2 separate regions of the Sus scrofa genome follow, and region 2 is linked to region 1. The links are chromatin contacts, called in public HiChIP or PLAC-seq maps. All regions are on one chromosome and are shown on one strand. The core of a region is the stretch at or near the end of the contact, and the rest is flanking DNA. Distances in the headings are between cores, read along the strand shown.

Region 1 (7,066 bases), core at 2,677-5,176:
CCCTCCAAATCCGAGCTTACTTTCTCCCCCTCTAGCTCCGAAGAGGTTTCTCAGCTCTTTCTCACTTTATTTTATTTATTTATTTATTTTTGGCCACACCCATAGCATGTAGAAGTTTCTGGGTCAGGGATCAAACCCATGCCACAGCAGTGACAATGCTGGATCCTTAATCCACTGTGCCACAAGGGAACTCCTTTTTCTCACTTCTTAATCCACCTCTCCCCAACCCATATTCCCTCCTTTTATTCGCATCTTTTTTCTCAATCTACTAGGTTACTCTCTGCTTACAAGCATCCTCAAGCCACCTAATCCTAAAGATTCTTCCCTCAATCGTGGTTCCCAGTCAAGTGACCACTTTCTCATTTACTAAGTTTACACTGTTTTCAGCTGCCTTCTGACCCAAACCTCCTATTCATTACTTTAATACTATTTTAAACTCCCATCACTAAAATCAACAGTACCTCTTTAACTGTCAACCCAAATGAATCTTTTTAGTTCTCCTATCATTAGCTGCAAAATAGCTGGGGCCTCTCTTGGTCTACACTGCACAAGTACTGATTGTCCTATTATCCTTCTGAGATTCTCACCCACTGTCCTCTTCTGGGTCCTCTCTCCCCATCACCTCTCCTAGATCTCAGAGTTCTCCGCTGGCAGCGTGACCAGGTTTGGTAATTCACTTATGCTTCTATTTGATGCCTCTCCAATCACTGTCTCCATCCACAACTCCCTCCTGAGCCCCACATCTATTGTTTTGTTCCCACAAACAACTCCTAGATGCCAAACTCTAAAACTGGACATCAAAAATAAAACAAAAACATGGAGTTCCCATTGTGACTCAGTGGAAATGAATCTGACTAGCATCCATGAGGACACAGGTTTGATCCCTGGCCTCACTCAGTGGGTTAAGGATCTGGTGTTGCCATGAGCTATGGTGTAGGTCACAGACATGGCTTGGATCTGGCATGGCTGTGGCACAGGCCAGCAGCTGTAGCTCCAATTTGACCCCTAGCCTGGAACCTCCATATGCTGCAGTTGCAGCCATTAAAAAAGTAAACATTTTGATTCTGCAAGTCTGGGGCAAGGCCTGAACTACAGCATTTCCGAGAAGCTCCTTGGTGGTGCACATACTGCTGGTTCAAGAATCAAACTACAGTGCTGCAAGTATAGCTAACAATGTAAGAGAAAGAAAACAGAGATTTTCTCTTTTTCACTCCTGCCATATTTAAATACATTAATATAGAGTCAAGTCTTTGCAGTTATTCACTGCAATATCATCTCAATATATCCAATTCTGTGAAGCAATGCTTCTCAGCCACAAACGTGCATATGAATCACCTGAGGATCTTATTAAACTGGAGCAGCAGGAAGTATGGAGCAGGAGAGATTCTGCATTTCTAACTGCCTCAGATCAACACTGAAGCTTCTGGTACATGGACTACACTTTTTGAAGAGTAAGATGTCTTCCGGGCTCAGAGTGTTAAGAACCTGACTAGTATCTATGAGGATGCAGGTTTGATCCCTAGCCTTGCTCAATGAGTTAAGGATCTGATGTTGCTGTGGCTGTGGTGTAGACTGGCAGCTGAAGCTCAATTTTGACCTCTAGCCTGGGAACTTCCATATGCTGCAAGTGCAGCCATTTGAGAAAAACAAAGAAAGAAATCATCATCCTATACTTTTCAAGTTTCAGAAACATCAACCTGAAAGATAAACTCCTGCAACGGTTGACAAATGCCCAATCACATTCCGGCCGTATTCCTGACCGCTCCAGCATTACCTAGCCTGTGTGCACACCTGTTCTCCCTTTAAACTCCCTGCCCAGTACTAAGATCTTAACTTCTCTAACCTTAACCCAAAAAAAACCTTTGTTTTGACTACACAGCAAGCCCAGGTGGAATCATCAGCTTAGTGGTTCTCTCCTCCTCCCCCACAAGTGAGCCTAGGTCTAGTCTGCATACCTATTAGCCAAGCATTTCCTCACTCTCCTCTGTCGGGACTGAAGTTCCCTCAGGCTGCTTATTCTAGATTCAGATAGAGAAATTATGGGCCTTTCTTTGTAATTAACCTCTCACTACGTTTTTTTTTATGATACAACTTTTTAAAAGAAATAACATGACATCAAACCCAGCCTTTTAAAGTGTACAATTCAATGTTTTTTTTTAATATTCAGAGCTGTGCAATCTTCATTTACAATCTAATTCCAAAATATTTTCATCATCCCCAAAAGAAACCCCATACCCTTTAACTATCTTCCCCAATGTCTCCAGGCCTCCAACCCCTGACAATGACATATATTTGTACAGACTTGCCCATTCTGGATATTTCATATAAATGGAATCACACAATGTTTAATGTTTGTCTTCGTTCATGTAGCATATTTTCAAGGTTCATCCATGTTGTAGAAGGTACTTCATTTCTTCCCATTTCTTCCCATTCATTGTATGAATATGTCAGATTTTATCTATCCATCAGTTGATGGGCATTTGGAATATTTTCCCTTTTGGCTATTATGAATAATGCTACTATGAATCTCACGTGTACAAGTTTATACGTGGACATGTTTTTAGTTCTCTTGGGTGTATAACAAGGAGCAGACTTGCTGAGTAAGATCCCAACAGTATGCTTAACGTTTTGAGGGACTTCCAAACTGTTTTCCAAAGCACTGAACCATTTTATGTTCCCACCAGCAATGTATGGGAATTTCATTATTACATTTTCAACCAATGAGGATGTTACATTTCCTGAAGAAAAGGATAGGAGTGCCCCCACCAGATAACGATTAATTCTCTGCGAAGCATACTGCATAACAAAACAACTGTATTTCCGCACGACTACAAGGAACAAGACATTATAGGTTCAAATATACTGAGTGAGTTAACCCTTCACGGTCAACGGTTCTTTCATCGTAAAACAGAGAAGATGTGATGACATTTACGCGGCAGTCACCCTTAAGATGAAATAAAACAATCCACGGAAAGCTGCTTTCCAACATTGATTATGCGTGATTCAATGTCGGGCAAAGCGTTAAAAGGGCAAAGAGCTAAACGCCCAGATCCCTCCCCTTCCTTCACGTTCCTTCCCAGGGGGAGGGGTTGCTAAGGGACGGAGGGTGCTGCAGCCACCTCCCTTCTTGGGGAGGGCCGACCTGATGAGCCACGCAGGATAAATTGTCAGGACTCGAAAAGCAGACCCGGATCCCTCCAGCCCAACACCGTTCCCAGGCGAGATTCGCAGCCCGCTACTCAGCTCAGCAGGTCAGCGCAGGATCTTTTTCCCCTTTTTCATGCTAAGACATTTACTATGGTTGAAGTAAAAAAGAGGCAAAGAGAAAACAAGCATAGCCCCCACCTACGATCCTAGTTTCTGTCTCTCCACCCCCCCATAAGGAAAACACATGAAACCCAATTCATTACGAACTCTTGGAGGTGTATCAAACCCAATAACCCTCACCTCCAAAGACTCCCCTATTGCCGTCCCCTACCCCACCCCGGGACAGACAGCGCAAAGCTTACCTGGTGGCTTCCTCCAGCTCGACCTGGCTCCGACCAGACGCCTCCAGAGGGATAGTAGCCATCTCCTCCTCCCCCTTCTCCCGGCCAGGTGGTCTCAGCCTGGCCGCCCCCGCGTACCCGCCAAGAAACAGGAGGCTGGGGAGGTTCGGGGCGGGGAGGATATATGGGCGGAGGGGGGTGCACGGGCACATCTCCACCCCCAGGCCCGTAGTAGCGGCCATAAGACGGACCGTCACCGGGGCCGTAGCCCGAGCGCCTCAAGGCCGACATGGGCTCCACTGCCCCCAAGTGCTTCCCGCCCCCCACGGCCGGTCCATTGCGCAGACGCCAGCCGGAGAACGCAAGTGGACCGCAGGGAAGGGGGTCGGCCAGCAACAGCCAATCCCAGGCCGGGTCCCGCCCCCTCGGCCTCAGATTCTTGAGAGTTGAAGGACTGAGGTCGGTGACTCTGGGGTCTAGGAAGCAGGACAGCAAGGGGCGCCACCGTGTACCTTAAAAGGGAGAACGCATTTCCCCACTACGTATCCAATCTAGGTTTCTCTTCCCCTCTTGTCAAGGACGTGGAAAGGGTGCCTCGGGACCTCACTACGGTCCCGCCTCTTCCTGAGCACCGGCACGTGATGCCGGAAGTGGGTGGGAGTAATATGGCGACGTTTCCGGCAGGCCCCGGCGGCTGAAAGCCGGGCCGGAGGTGCTACTCTGGGTCCGGGTTCTTGTCCCGGTGCCGCCGAGGCGGCGACTGCGGTAGGAAGAAGGAAGTGTTGGACGAGTTGGCCCACCACCGCTATACGTTGCGCCTCATTTCAACTCAAAATGAACTATATGCCCGGCACCGCTAGCCTCATCGAGGACATCGACAGTGAGTAGTTCGGCTCCTCCGAGTGAAGTCTGGGGTGAGACTCTTCCTGCCGGGAGGATGCTTTTTGGAGGCAGGTCCTAGAATGAGTCCGGGCCAGGGGGCGGTGTCTTTTTAGTGCTGTTCTGGACGTGCGGCGTTAGCGTCCTTTGCAGGAGGGAGGAGCCTTGTGACACGCTGTTTGCCCGCCTCCTACCTGTATCCTATCTCTTACAGCCTGCACCAGTCCTCCGGCAAGCTGTCGAATCCATTTCTGCTTTTCAGGGATGCGGCTGCTGAGGCCCAAACATGAAAGTTGCCGCCTCCCGGGCCCATCATCTCCCACCTGCGGGATTTCGAGTCCCAGGTGGTTACTGGTGGATGGATGAGAATTCTTAAGGAAGGGATGCATCGAGAAACGAAAATACGAATACAACAGTAATTGGACTTAATTAGCACTAAGCATAGGCTTTATGCTGCGTCGCCTTTTGCAGTCTTCTTTTACCGTTGAGGGTCTTTAGATTTTCAGATTATGATAGTAGAGACTACTGCCAGACAAGGCTTGACTTTTCCAGAAGGACCAAAAACTTGTTTTTTTCTTGTTAGACAGTTTTCTTTGGTTTTTATTTAGACGACCTACCTTATTCCTAGTCACCATCCTGAAGAGAAGTTTAGTCCTCTATAGCTGTCCTGTCTTTTCCAGACTCTCATTCGTGGATTATTCCTCAAGCAAATTTTAATAAATTGTTTCAGTCCTGTGATCTGTCTTGTTTTGCTTTTTAGGGCGGCACCATGGCATGTGGAAGTTCCCAGGCTAGGGGTCGAATCAGAGCTGTAGCTGCTGGCCTATGCGACAGCAACTCTGGGTCCCAGCCACGTCTGTGACCTACACCACAGCTCATCGCACCACCAGATCGTTAACCCACTGATCAAGGATCGAACCTGAGTTTTCATGGATACTAGTTGGTTTCATTACTGCTGAGCCACAATGGGAACTCCGTCTCATTAACTTGTAGTAGTTGCAAAACAGTTTGCATACAGCTCCAAACAAGTTACAACAATCTCTACAGTTACTAAGTATGCAAATTAAAGAATGAGTTTATGATTATATTCTCTATCATCTGAAATTATTTTTAAAATCCAAATTAGTGATTTTGCTATTAAAGGAAAATGTAGTGTAGGTTGGACCAAATTCATATGTGAATAGCCACTGTACAAGCCTATCTGCAATGTATGATAAAGTCTTCAATTTTTGTTGTTTGAAGATGCCCTTTTGCCCTCACCTCTTTTGTTATATATCTGAATTAGTTGAGGCCTTAACACATTCTGCCATTCTACTAAAAACATAATTTTCTCAAGCCTCTAACCCCTTTTTTTTGCAGATTCCAAACCCCTCCTTTACCAAAAGGTTTAAAACCATTTCATATGCCCCCTTCACACACATACATTTTCCTCTTCTCCTCAGTCCTCCTGTATTTTCTCTCATATTTTCTTTCTCCCTCCCCCAGAGTCCTCCCCTTCATGTATGTTCTTGTCTGTCACATTTTTTCTCAACTGTGTTTCCCCATCAAATTCCCATCCCCCTTTTCATATCTTTACCCCCAAACCTTTTGAGCCATCTCCCATTTTAAGTCTGTTTCCTGACTCCCTGCAATAGACCATCTCTGTTACCCCTGCAATCTGATTTTTTTAGACAACACTCTACTGAAACTGCAGTCTTAAAAGGCATCTGTGAAATGCAGTCCTCCAGGTTCTTCCCTCCCCTCTGTTACCACTGGAATCATTACTTTTCTTGATTTCTCCAACGCTGGTACTTAATTTTCTCTCCTCTGCAACTCTTATTATTCCCTAAAATAGATGGGTTCTTAGCTTCCATCAACAGTCTGTTTGTTTATATCTCTAGGAGCTCTCGTGGACTTCAGTAATTATATCACCTCTTTGTGGGCTTATCCAAAATTGCTCTGATTCTGACCTTTTGGCCTCCCAGTCTTACATCTTTAATTGCCAGTTGACCTTTCTACATAGGCGACCTGATACCAGCAGAATCACAACAGCTAATTACCTTCCACCCTAAGCTTGTGTCTTTTAGTCCCAACTTTTGGTAAATGGTCCTTCTTGACATGACGACTCAGAATTCCTGCATCTTCTTTAACTCATCTCTTCAGCACCCCATTCTCTCGCACATACCCACACATACAAACACAGATAATTGACAGATCCCATCCCTTGTCACTGCAGGGTCTTAGTCCTCTCATCTTCCCCCTTCCCATCTCTACCCTGAGTCAGGTCTCTTCTGCATGTCTCAGACTCTGGGAATAGCCTCAAAACTGTTCTCTCTTTCCTGCCAGTTTAATCTTCAGTGTTTTCTTATTCCCTGTGAAGTCACATCCAAACTTCAGCCTGTTCCCAGTACTTTTTTTCTGACTTCATCTCCTGTTATTTCCCTTCACACCTTTTAGCCAAACATTTGGACACATAGCTCTTTTTTCTTCTGCCTGAATTATAGACTTCCCCCCTCCTCCCCTTCTCTGTCACTCTTCCCATGGCCAAAAATGATCTACCCTTTAAGGTCCAACTCAGATACCTCCTCCATCTAGAAATAGTTTCTCTCAGCCTCACATAATTAAGATTTGCTTGCTTGCTTTTTTTTTTTTTTTTCTTTTTTTTATCTTTTTAGGGTCACACCTGTGGCATATGGAAGTTCCCAGGCTAAGGGTTGAAT
Region 2 (7,066 bases), core at 3,112-5,611, 220 kb after region 1:
CAGGCTATCACATACCAGTGGCTGGAAGAGACCGACCCACACCCTCCACCCTTAGAGTTGCTGGTTGGAGGATCAGAAAACCGCTCTTCCACTCTACTATGGGTAATGTTGGGGAAAGCAGAATTTCAAGGCTTCTGTTGTGGGTAGATGACTGTAATAAAATCCCCCACCCAAAAAAATGCAGTGAAGTTCGAGATCTGCACAAAATTAGGGATGGAAGTAGTCTGATGCTGTTCTGTACATAGGTAATGTAAAGAACTGCTCCCTGGGAGTTCCTGTCATGGCTCAGTAGTTAATGATCCGACTAGGGACCATGAGGTTGCAGGTTCGATCCCTGGCCTTGTTCATTGGGTTAAGGATCCGGCGTTGCCATGAGCTGTGGTGTAGGTTGCAGATGCGGCTCGGATCCCGCATTGCTGTGGCTGTGGTGTAGGCCGGTGGCTACAGCTCCGATTAGACCCCTGACCTGGGAACCTCCATATGACTCAGGAGCAGCCCTAGAAAAGGCAAAAAGACAAAAAAAAAAAAAAAAAAAAGCTACTCCCTGGGGTTCCCACTGTAGTACAACAGGATGGATGATGTCTCTGCAGCAGCAGGAACACAGGTTCATTCCCTGGCCTGGCACAATGCGTTAAGGACCTGGTATTGCCACAGCTCTGGTGTAGGTCGCAGTTCCATTTCAGATTCAATCCGATCCCTGGCCTGGGAACTCCATATGACAAGGGGTGGCAAAACAAAAACAGGAAGTGCAGAGTTCCCGTCGTGGCTCAGTGGTTAACAAATCTGACTAGGAACCATGAGGTTGCAAGGCAACCTCAGTGGGTTAAGAATCTGGTGTTGCCGTGAGCTGTGGTGTAGGTCGCAGACGCGGCTCAGATCCTGTGTTGCTATGGCTCTGGCATAGGCCAGTGGCTACAGCTCCAATTCAACCCTTAGTCTGGGAACCTCCATATGCCGCAGGTGTGGCCCTAGAAAAGGCAGAAAGACAAAAAAAAAAAAAAAAAAAAAAAAAAAAGAAGAAGAAAGAAAACAAACAAAAACAGGAAATGCTCATTGTGGCTCAGTGGTAATGAGCCTGACCCAGGTTATCCATGAGGACACGGGTTTGATCCCTGGCCTCATCAGTGGGTTAAGGATCCAGTGTTACTGTGAGCTATGGTGTAGGTCACACACACCACTCAGATCCCATGTTGCTGTGGCTGTAACATAGACCAGCAGCTGTAGCTCTGATTCAATCCCTAGCCTGGGAACTACATATGCTTGAGTGCAGCCCTAAAAAGCAAACACAACAAAACAAACAAAACCAACCAAACAAAAAACTACACTTGCCCCCCAAAATAAGGATGTGGACCCTACAGGCTAAAATTAAGGGTTGTCTCTCAGAGCTGTGTGTGGTAGCATGAAAGCGTGTCTCAACATTGATCTGCTGGACAGCCAGAAGTGTGTCATACCTCCAGAAAAGAGGGGACTTGGGGTACACACCATCCCAGACCAGTGTGCGGAAGCTCACATATGGGGTGGGGCTAGAGCAAGTAATTTTAGTGTCAGGGAATGCACTGTCAGGAACAATTGTATCCCTTGCTTGGGGGAGGGGCCCATCCTCCAGTGTGATCAGGCCCTGAGGTCCTGTTGGACGCCTCTAAAAGGAGAGTGGTGCTCATGCTCTAAGAAAGCATTCTCTTGGGGAAGAGATGGGGTCCTTAGATGTGGCAATCAGGGAGAGAGACTGACTATGGAAAAGAAGGGAATGATGCTGGATATTTAACCCACTGAGCAAGGCCAGGGATCAAAACTACACCCTCAAGGACAGTGTCAGTTCTTAACCTGCTGAGCCACAACAGGTACTCCCACTTTCAGACGGTGTTTTTGTTTGGTTTGGTTTGTTTATTTTGGCCACACCCATCCCTAAAAGCGTGTTGCATCCGCTAGAAGATCAGCTCCAAAAGTCGGGGCTTTGCTTTGCTCACGGCTCTTTCGCCAGGGCCTGAAACAGTGCCTGTACATTGGCACATAGTGGGCACTCCATAAATAGCTTTTGCAGAAATGGGCAAATGCCATTAGTCTTCTATATCTCAGACCTCAGTTCTAACCAATATGGCATAAAGAACATGGGTTTTGGAACTGAACAGATAGACTCCTAATTCTCTCTCTCTTTTTATTTTATTTTTTTATTTTTATTTATTTATTTTTTTTTGGTCTTTTTGGCCATTTCTAGGGCCGCTCCCGCGGCATATGGAGGTTCCCAGGCTAGGGGTCTAATCGGAGCTGTAGCCGCCAGCCTACACCACAGTCACAGCAATGCCGGATCCGAGCCGCATCTGCAACCTACACCACAGCTCATGGCAACGCCGGATCCTTAACCCACTGAGCAAGGCCAGGGATTGAACCCGCAACCTCATGGTTCCTAGTCGGATTCGTTAACCACTGGGCCACGACGGGAACTCCTCTCTTTTTATTTTTTTTGGCCAAGCCCATGGCATGTAGAAGTTTCTGGGTGAGGGATTGAACCCACGTCACAGCAGTGACCCAAACCACAGCAGTGACAACACCAAATTCCTTAACTGCTAGGTCACCAGGGAACTCCTGGTTTGGTTTGTTTGTTTTTTGTTTTTGCTTTTTAGAGCCCTACCCATGGCATACGGAAGTTCTCAGGCTAGGGGTCGAATCAGAGCTACACCTGCCAGCCTACGCTACGGCCACAGCAATACCCAATCTGAGCTGCATCTTTGACCTATACCACAGCTCGGATCCTTAATCCACTGAGCAAGGCTAGGGATTGAACCTACATCTTCACAAATACTAGTCTGGTGCATGACCACTGAGCCATAACAGGAACTCCTGGTTGGTTTTTATTTTTATTTGTATTTTTAAAATTTTATGGCTGCACCTGCAGCATGTGGAAGTTCCTGGGCCAGGGACTGAATCTGAACCACAACTGGGACTTATGCCATAGCTGTGTAATACCGAGCCATTTAACCCACTCACTAGGCCAGAAATTGAACCTGCACCTCTTCAGCGACTCAAGCTGCTGCAGTCGGATATTTATTTATTTAAAAACATTTTAATTATAGTTGACTTGCAATGTTCTGTCAATTTCTGCTGTACAGCAAAGTGACCCAGTTATACATGCATACACATTCTTTTTCTCATATTATCTTCTATCATGTTCTATCACAAGTGATTGGATATAAGTCCCTGAGCTATACAGCAGGACCTCATTGCTTATCCATTCTAAATGTAATAGTTTGGGAGTTCCCACTGTGGCTCAGTGGTAACAAACCTGACTAGTATCCATGGGGACGCAGGTTCAATCCCTGGCCTTGTTCAATGGGTTAAGGATCTGGTGTTGCCTTGAGCTATGGTATAGGTTGCAGAGGCAGCTCGGGTTTGGTGTTGCTGTGGTGTAAGCCAGCAGCTACAGCTCCAATTCAACCCCTAGCCTGGGAACTTCCATATGCTGTGAGTAGGACCATAAAAAGACAAAAGGAAGGAAGGAAGGAAGGAAGGAAGGAAGGAAGAAGGAAGGAAGGAAGGAAGAAAGAAAGAAAGAAAGAAAGAAAGAAAGAAAGAAAGAAAGAAAGAAAGAAAGAAAGAAAAAGAAAATACCTCTTTGATGACTTTTAATTTATGCTCAAACATGACATACAAAATCTCTAATTGGTAAGCTTGGTTTCTATAACACTGCTAGCGGCACAGTTTTCCTCAAGATTCTTTGATCTGTGCTATATACCATGCTAGGAACTTTGGAGCTAGAATCTTGGAGCATCTTAAAGCTCAAGGTTTTAAAAACATCCGCATCTGCTTGAACCCTCCAGATTGCCAAAGGCCTCACCACCCCATATTCTTTCTCTCCAACTCCTTTAGACATTCTTTGCCTAGCCTCTGAAGGCATTTGAGGGTGCCACTCTGGATTTTAATTCAACTCCTTTATTCCACAGTTGAGAAAAATGGACTGCAAAGAGAAGAGACAACTGGCTCGAGGTGAAGGCGCTCTGGAAGGAACACAGTTCCCTGCCCTCTCACTAGACCACTCTCCCTTTTAGACACAAACTTTGTACCATGGCCCAAATCAACGTTCCTTACCAAAGGGAAATGGAGCATCTACGATTCCCCTAGCGCTTTAGAAAAAAGAGTTCTTTGTGGATGGCAACAATTTTCTTGTATATTATGCGTATCCATGCATGTAAAAAGCTCACCCAAATGCAACTGCTAGTCTAGCCCACCTCAAACTAACTACAGTTTGCGGAGAACCCGAAGACGCAGTCCAGCAGGAACCCCCGTCTCCTGGCTCACATTTCTACCCGAGTCCTCAGAGGAAAGGACCGGAAGTGGGGCGTGGCCGAGGAGGAACTACCCATAGTACGGCTGTCACGCTGGCCGGAAGGAGGTGGTGCAGGCCTTAGAAAGCTCCGCTCCTACTTCCTGTTTGCAACACTGTTGCTGTTGTCGACGTTAGGGGCGGTTACCCGAAGGCTTCCTCGGCTCTGGACGGGTTGTAAGATGCCGGGAAGAGGCCGCTGCCCCGATTGCGGCTCCACTGAGCTGGTGGAAGACTCACACTATTCGCAGAGCCAGCTGGTGTGCTCCGACTGCGGCTGTGTGGTCACCGAGGGAGTCCTTACGACCACCTTCAGTGATGAGGGCAACCTCCGAGGTACCTTGCGGGCTTTTCCAGGGCAATGGATAACAGCCTGGGGGCAGTGGAGTGATTGACGTCGAGATTCTTATCTCCTGCCTTTTCCTGGTCACATGCACGGGAGAAAATGGCCTAAAGTGAACGAGTGAGCTGTAGAAGCTCAGGGACTGCGGTTTATCTGTGTTTTTCTAGCAAGGTATTTGGTATTAATAAACGCTGAATAAATGAAATCAAGAGAGAAAGCTGCACTCAATTTACCTAGTCTGGGCATGGTGGAAGGATTGCGGATCAATTCTTTACGAATACAGAAAATACTATTACCGCAAAGTAGTTTTGAGCACTAATTGGCAAAAGCATCTTTTTTTTTTTTTTTTTTTCTTCCCTCTCTGCTCTTCAAGTCTGTGACCAATGCAACCCTCAGAATATTCAGTCAGGAAAATTGCCTGAATTGGATGTACAAGAGAGATGGCTGGAACACTTGGAGCTGCTTTAGTGCAGTCCTAATCTTCCTAAATTTCTTTGTATTGGGTACTGTTTGTGGTCATAGAAAATCAGATGGACCTTTAATGTGCAAAGATGGGACAAGAAGTGGATGCGTCCTGGTTTGGCTCCTGGGTTTTGTGTGGTGGGAGGGCAAGGGTGTGGCACGTGGAGGCTAAACAAGCTATTTGTTGCCCATTATCTTACAGAAGTAACATATTCCCGAAGCACAGGGGAAAATGAACAAGTTAGTCGCAGCCAGCAACGAGGTGAGAATAAACCTTTTATGACATAGTGCTTTAAAGAAAACTCTCCTGATGGTCCAGCCCATCTACTTATCTTTCCTGTTTTCAGCATTACTGTGTAAGGCTGAGTTGAAGAGAATGGTAATTAAAAATAAAGGATGATAGGGTTTCCTGGTGGCTCAGTTGGTTAAGGATCTGGTGTTGTCCTGCTATGACTTGGGTTGCTGCTGTCGCATGGGTTCGATCCCTGGCCCAGGAACTTCCACATGTCACGGGCATGGCAAAAAAAAAGAAAGGAAGGGAGCGAGGAGATGGTTCTAAGAGAGGTAGCAATTAGGTGGAAGATTCAGGTTTGCTTGGGGATTTGTTTGAGGTAGACTAAGGAGCTCAGATGCAAACTTTGGCTTGGCCACAAATCAAACCAGCCTCCAAAAGATGGGGCACTGAAATGTGACTTCTTTCTATAAGTGACTTTGTGCCTCCCAAATGTCCTCACTAAGTGTCGCTGTTGTCATTATAGAAAGGTTTGTTATTTGTGCATCTCATATCTGAGGCAGGTTTACCAGAAATTGCTGGGAGCTGCATGATGGCTCCTTTGACCCCTTTATGTAGAATATCATGCCATCTGCAGACAGTGACAGTTTTACTGCTTCTTTTCCGCTTTTTTTTTTTTAATTTTTAATATAATTTTATTTTTTTTTCTTTTGTCTTTTTAGGGCCATATCCATGGCAAATGGAGGGTCCCATGCTAGGGGTTGAATCAGAGCTGTAGCCTCTGGCCTACACCAGAACAACAGCAATGTGAGATCCAAGCCACGTCTGCGACCTATACCACAGCTCACAGCAACGCTGGATCCTTAACCCACTGAGTGAGGCCAGGGATCGAACCGGCGTCCTCATGGATATGGGATTTGTTAACCACTGAGCCATGACGGGAACTCTTTTTCTAGTTTGGATTCCTATTGTTTCTGTTCCTCCTCCGATTGCTCTGGTTAGATCTTCCAAAACTCTGTTGAATAAAAATGGTGAGGGTGGGCATCCTTGTCTTGTTCGTGATCTTAGAGGAAAGGCTTTCAGCTTTACATCGTTGAATGTGATGTTAGCTCTGTGTTTGTCATATGTGGTCTTCCTTATGTTGAGATATGTTCCCTCTATGCCCACACTCTGGAGAGTTTTTACTGTAAATGGATGTTGAATTTTATAAAACACTTTTTCTGTATCTATTGAGATGACCATATGGTTTCTATGGTTCATTTTGGTGTGTCACATTTGTTGACTTGTGGATATTGAAAAATCCTTGTATCCCTGGGATAAATCCCACTTGGTTGTGGTATATCATCCTTTTAAAGATCATTCTTTATTGTTGGGACTAACTCCTGCTATGGGTTTTCCTAGGTCTCCGCCGAGTGAGAGACCTCTGTCGAGTTCTGCAGCTACCACCAACATTTGAGGACACGGCAGTTGCCTACTACCAACAGGCATACCAGCACTCTGGCATCCGTGCTGCCAGGCTGCAAAAGAAGGAGGTGTTGGTCGGGTGCTGTGTCTTAATTACCTGCCGGCAGCGTAACTGGCCCCTGACCATGGGAACCATCTGCACCCTAATCTATGCAGATTTGGATGTGTTTTCTGGCACCTACATGCAGATGGTGAAGCTCCTGGGGCTAGACGTGCCGTCTCTGTGCTTGGCAGACCTGGTGAAGAC

What was found. HiChIP or PLAC-seq counts read pairs in DNA pulled down with a chosen protein or histone mark.
Region 2: an H3K27ac HiChIP or PLAC-seq map of alveolar macrophages shows a contact between it and region 1. The contact joins the promoter of BRF2 here to the promoter of LSM1 in region 1. A contact is called at or near these places in 1 of 5 promoter capture datasets (liver), 4 of 47 Hi-C or Micro-C datasets (alveolar macrophages, heart right ventricle, liver and 1 more) and 1 of 2 datasets of contacts at active chromatin or transcription factors (alveolar macrophages).

The regions. Positions count from the first base shown.
Region 1 is chr15:48,344,727-48,351,792 of Sscrofa11.1, forward strand. It overlaps LSM1 (U6 snRNA-associated Sm-like protein LSm1), which reads left to right and starts at 3,927. Exons shown (of 4, transcript XM_005671778.3): 1 at 3,927-4,368. The coding sequence starts at 4,323. BAG4 (BAG family molecular chaperone regulator 4) reads right to left here and starts at 4,084. Exons shown (of 5, transcript XM_013984080.2): 1 at 3,510-4,084. The coding sequence starts at 3,779.
Region 2 is chr15:48,563,846-48,570,911 of Sscrofa11.1, forward strand. BRF2 (transcription factor IIIB 50 kDa subunit) reads left to right here and starts at 4,362. Exons shown (of 4, transcript XM_003133367.6): 1 at 4,362-4,654; 2 at 5,326-5,385; 3 at 6,757-7,066. The coding sequence starts at 4,501.